2 separate regions of the Oryctolagus cuniculus genome follow, and region 2 is linked to region 1. Evidence: chromatin contacts called from public Micro-C data. All regions are on one chromosome and are shown on one strand. The core of a region is the stretch at or near the end of the contact, and the rest is flanking DNA. Distances in the headings are between cores, read along the strand shown.

Region 1 (2,867 bases), core at 95-2,594:
TTTGTTAAAGGAGGGAATGAGGAAAGTTTGGTAATTTTCCTAATGCTGCCCATCTGGTGTTTAGAGCCTCCCCTCCCAGGATAAGACTTCTGATCTGATCTTTTTACAGTACTGCGCTGCCTCTAAGGGTAAGTGTGGGCAACTGCTTCCTGTTCAGGCTTGAATCCAGGCCACAGGAGTAACCGGCTGGTTATCTCCTAAAACATACTTGATTTCCTCTGGCAGGATCTACATGGATACTTAACATTTTAGGCTCCACTATTGACCTTATTCATTGCTGTCATGTGATTATGGGCAGAAACAAAGAGCCTTGAGCCCTTTGAAAAAAAGGATGATGTATTCTTGAGTCTACCAAGGTCTCCTGTATACCATCACTGAGCAGATGGTATTAGGTTGATAATTCACAGTGCATTATTTATCTGGTGACTACTATTTTATTTGAACAAAAGCCACTAGGAGATGGGCTATCCTGCTATCAAGTATCCCTGCATGAATTGGGTTTCCCTCTGATTAAAAATGCTTTTACCCGCCCTTTGGATCTCTTGGATTCTGGTTTTCCTGAATGCAGTATTTCTCTCCAGAGTGGAGGGACACCACTATCCTTTTTGGGTGAGATACTCCAGCATACTTAGTAGTAGCTTTGTAACCTTGGGCAGATTACTTAACCTCTCTGTTTCCCCAGTTGCTGAAAGCCCACCGCAGGTTTTCCCAGATCAAGGACATTCCCTTTTGAGGTCTGTACACTTAGGGGTTCTCTGGACTCCAAAGTGCGAGTGCAATTTTGCACAGTTGCGTGAGGTGTTATTTTTCTTGGAAAGATAGCCCACGGTTCTGAAAAGGAATTGTAGATATTCCTGCCTGCAGCGTGGTGGGGTGAATTGCTTTTGCCTGGGACAGGATGTATTTTGTGTGGATGTAGTGCTCTTTGGGTACTCTCTCTGCAGTCCGCTGAGGAGGATGACCAGATCCCTTGTCCAGTTTCTCTCCAAAAAAGACCCGGAGAAATTCCCTTGGGGGTTCTCATACCGCCCCCTTCCCTTTGGGATTTCCTTCCAAATAGGGGCGGGGGTGTCATTTGCAACCGGGAAGTAGGTTTATTTTAAGGTCTCGCCGGCTGCGGGGGTCGCCCCCTCATTGAAAACCAGATTTTTGTGGTTCTTCTCAAGCTAAAACCAGTCTCTTCAGGTGTTAATCGAAAACCTCGCGCTGAGACCCTAGCCCCCCTCCACCTCCTAGGCCCCAATCCCGAGGCGGTGGGAGCCGGGAGGCCGCGCGCGCCTCTTCCGCTCCTCCAGCCCAGCAGAGGGCGCCACAGCCCCGCCTCTTCTTTCCCGGGGTGCTTCGCGCCGGGCCTCTTCCGCGTGGGTGAGTGAATGTGAGAGTCAGCGCTCGCGCCGCGCGCGCCGTCCGCCTCCGCCTTCTCGGCGCCCTTATTTCTGCTGTGAGGGGCGGGCGCGCGCGCAGGAGCATAGAGACGGGCGTTGAGCTCTGGGGCTAGAGCGTCGCCGAGTCGGAGCCGGAGCCCGAGCCGCGCGCTGTGTCTCCGCTGCGTCCGCCGAGGCTCCCGAGTGTCAGGGACAAAAGCCGCCGCCGCGCCGCCGGGGCTCATCCGCTGCCGCCGCCGCTGCCGCCGCCCCGAGGGAGAGTCCGACGCCGTCGCCGCCCGTGAGGATCCGAGAGCCATGTCGGCCAGCAGCCTCTTGGAGCAGGTACAGGCCCAGCCCGCATGCCTCGGCCATTGTGTGAGGCGAGAGGGAGCCCGACTAGGCCCGGGCCCGCCGCCCCCGGTCGGGCCGAGCCGAGGCGGCGCCTCTCGCGGGCCGGGTTTCGGGCCTCTCGGGCCGGCCGCACCCAGCGCCTCGCCCTCAGCCCGCTCTTGCCGCTTCTCCGCGGGGCCCCGCAGCCCCCGGGCCGCGCCGCGCTCCTCCTCTCGGCGGGCCCTCGTCTTCCTTCCCCTTCCTGGAAGCCCCGCTTCCCTCGCGGCGCGGCTGGCGCGTCCCCGGCTCCTTCTCCCCGGGCCCCGCCGGCCTAGCGCCTTTCCCCGCCTCCCATTTTTCCACCTCCCCCTCACCACCATTCCTGACGCCTCCCCTCGGGCCTGCTGCTTTCTTCCCTGCTCGGGCCCTGCTTTCACTCGTCTCGTCTTTTCCCCCTTTCTCCCCCTCGGACGACACTCGCTGCTCGGCGACGCTCCCTGCGCCCGCAGAGACCAAAAGGTCAAGGAAACAAAGGTAAGCCCCGCTCGGCGGGCGGGCGGCCGGGGGGCGGCGGGGGCGGGGTCTCCGGGCAGCGCCTCCGGGAGGGGACCCTGCGGGCGCCGCCGGGCGCGCAGGTGCCTCGCACTGGGGCGTGGGACCCTCTCGGGGTGTTGTTGCAGCCGGCGAGCCGCTTGCTCCGCAACTGGGAGTCGTTCACTGAGGGTGGGGGTGGATTCGGCTTTGAAATGCCCCAGGTCCCGAGTTTCCTGTAGGTCTCAGAAGGCCTTTGTTTTTCATCCTCGTGGATCACTTTCTGGAAGTACTCACTTGTGACGGGGGAGGGGAAGCGGGAGGGAATGGAAATCTGGAGGAGCCAAGAAAATGACCTTTTTTAGATCAACTTGCTCCGGGTGGAGGGAGACATTTCATGGACGGACGTTGATTCAGCATTAAGTATCTCCTTTCTCTTTAAGTCCGAGCTTGTTTGCCGTCTTAACGAGTAAGGTTTACCTTCAGGTTAGGATATGTTTGGTTTAGGAGGGAGATTGCAGCATTGGGACACTCCTAAATGAGGTTTTTTTTTTTCCTCTAGTGCAAAATGGATCTGTACATCAAAAGGATGGATTAAATGATGATGATTTTGAACCTTACTTGAGTCCGCAGGCAAGG
Region 2 (2,867 bases), core at 101-2,600, 450 kb before region 1:
GGGGTAGAACTGGAACCTTCAGCTCCCAGATCTCGATCCCAGTTGCAGGCTTTGCTGCTGATGAGGGGTTTAGAAGTCTTTTGGGAGTAGGAAGAGCTGGGACAGGATGGTGGCCAGAGCCAGGGGTGTTGCTCTAGGGCAGGTCTATATAGGGGTGAGGGCGAGCCTGAGGAGTTGGGGTGGGGGAAGGGAGGGCAGGAAAGTGGGGCTCCGTGAGGCAGTCTTAAGGTGAAATCCAGTCGCCGATCTCAAGTTTCTAGCCTCCACTGTGTGGTCAGCTTTCTGGGCAAAATCTCTCCGGACCCGAGGCTCCCCGCTCCCAGGCTAAGAGCCGGAACAATGTCCGTTCAGGCCGCGAAGCCCTTTGAGAGACTGGCCCTTGCTGGCAGCAGGAAAGTCTTCAGCAACCACACGGTCCTGGCCTTTTCGCCAGACCTTTGGGCGATGTCACGGGACCCAAAGATCTATAAACGCGGAACGGTTTGGGGGGCGGTCTTGGGGCCACCCTTTTTCCCCAGCCAGTTCTGGCTGAGCCGTGGCAGGGCCCGACCTGCAGGGGGCGCTGAGGGCTCACGCAGCCGACGAAACTCAACGGGAACGCTAAGCAAATAGCCCCAAAGCACCCAGCGGGTTAGTTTTCCTATTTTAATAAGAGGAGCGAGCTTTTCCAAACCTGAGGGTTTCTGTCCTGGACGCAACCCAGCAAAGCGAAGCATATGCACCGCGCAGCACCAGTTCCCTCGACAGGGGCTCTGGAAGTTAGAGCAGCTCAGGTCAATTCTTTTGTTTTAGGGATGAGGAAACGGATTCTGAGAGCTGAGACAAAAATCAGCTGGGATCGCAGAGCTAAAAGCTAGCACCCCGGTTGCCTGACTCCTGGAATGTGGTCTTGGGAGATAGATAGCTGACTCCAAGAGTGTATGGCTGCCCCCAGTACACATCTCTGGGGGAACAATTTCAGTTCTGCTTGGGTAGCGGGACGGCTCAGAACAAGTCTGCTGGAGCAGGGAGGGCCTCCCCCAGCACCGAGCACCATGCGGGCTTCATGAGTAATGGAATGAATGTGTGAATAGGCCGGTGGAGAGTGGATCTGTTCTGACTTTATCAAGCCTGTGGGAGGGGGATTTCTTTCCTTGAAAACCTCCTGGGGCAGGGGTTGTGTTCTGAGATTCAGAGAGCTGAGGGAGGAAGACAATAAGAACTCAGAAAATGACATTTGGGCTGATAAATCATAGCTCTGGAATGGTGGCGATATAAGGTTATCATAGCAAGGGCACCCCGGAATTTGGGATTAGAAAATGAATTTAGGAAGAATAAACCCAGAACAGATGAGAATCCTGTGAGAGTCATAATCTGAAAGAGAAGCTGAAGCCGGAAGAAACCTGAAAAACATTTCAAATCCAATCTAGACTTATCTTCAGGACTGGAATGCAATTGAGGAATAAAAATAGCTTTGGCCAATCAGTGGCCTCAACATAGCTGATGCAAGAGTCGAGAGAGTATGGCAACAGGAGGAAGAGATCTTCACTGAACCAAAAATCACAAGGCAGGGGGGAGGGGAGGAATGTGCCCAGGCTGGGGCCACACCCCACCCTCTCGGCATCCCACTGGGCTGGCAGCTTCATGGCTGGATTCCCAGAGCCCAGCACAGTGTCTGGTACACACACCACGGTCAATAAATATTTACTGAATGAAAGGAAGGAAAGCAATGGAGCTCTGACCGGCAGATTTGCTCTGAGTCGAGTGAGTTCAGTGATTCATCTTGGTTCATGGTTCCTTTTGCCAGGACTCCAGCTGCTGTGGCCATTTCCAGGGGATAACTTGGCTTTTCACACATGCTCCCCTACAAGGAGGGATGTGCTGACCCATCTATTAGAGGCCACTTGACAGTTATGTTCCTCACTGCCAATTAATACACCTGCTCTAAGCACCAGTTCCTGTGCCTGCCTGCTCCTTGCAGATTCACGTCGTCCTCTCATTTGGGTGTGCTGGAGTTTCTACTTTGGATTCATAAATGCCTGGGTTTGAGTCCTGGCTCAGAATGCTAAGCCGTCTGGCCTTGGCCAACACACCTCCTAAGCCTGTTTTCTTGTCTGTTAAATGGTGCCCTAATACCTGCTTCACAGGGTTGTGTGAGAGCTACATGAGACAGCAGCTGCGCCACTCCTGCTGTAGCCCAGTTAATGGTAGTGACTGTGCCGCTTCCTGTCTTTCCTTCCTTGCAGATTCCATGACAAAAGACTGCCCAGTTTAGTATATCAGCCTCTTTGGCTTTTCCTTCTCACAAATCACTCACTTTGTAAATGAAGTGTTGGGAATGATCTAATCACGTCCTGGAATATTCTAAAAGGTTACTCTGCAGAGGAGAATAACATATTTATTCAAAAATATCAGGGCTGGCATTGTGGCACAGTGGGTTATGCTGCTTCTTGCAATGCCAGCATACCATATCGGAGAGCCAGTTAGAGTCCCAGCTGCCCCACTTTCAACCCATCCCGCTGCTTACATTCCTGGGAAAGTAGCAGAAGATGGCCCAAGTAGTGGGGCCCCTGTCACCCATGTGGGAGATGAGTAATGTGATCAGGAAAATTCTCTCTCTCTTTTTTCTCTCTCTCTGTGTCACTTTCCCTTTCAAATAATAAAAATCATTAAAAAAAAAACAGTGAAGGCATTGAATGCTGGATACAATTTCAGTGGTCAGGGATTTACAACAAGGAGTACTGAAAAAAAAGTTTCAAGGCCAAACAAGAAACATGGGTGTGGCACATGATGAAACTGACAAAATAAATTGAATCACATCTTGGCAGATTTTGAACATCGAACTTTGTAGTCTGGACATTGATATTATAGAGTAAACTTTTTAGAAT

The links. Hi-C and Micro-C count contacts between places; a contact is called where the count stands out from the background.
Region 2: a contact with region 1 is called in a Micro-C map of ear pinna, with 7 times the contacts expected there. The contact joins the promoter of SESN2 here to the promoter of YTHDF2 in region 1. A contact is called at or near these places in 2 of 6 Hi-C or Micro-C datasets (ear pinna and an unstated tissue).

The regions. Positions count from the first base shown.
Region 1 is chr7:142,976,092-142,978,958 of mOryCun1.1, reverse strand. YTHDF2 (YTH N6-methyladenosine RNA binding protein F2) reads left to right here and starts at 1,344. Exons shown (of 5, transcript XM_002716072.5): 1 at 1,344-1,709; 2 at 2,207-2,231; 3 at 2,791-2,867. The coding sequence starts at 1,683.
Region 2 is chr7:143,428,256-143,431,122 of mOryCun1.1, reverse strand. SESN2 (sestrin 2) reads left to right here and starts at 1,350. Exons shown (of 9, transcript XM_070078963.1): 1 at 1,350-1,743. The coding sequence starts at 1,483.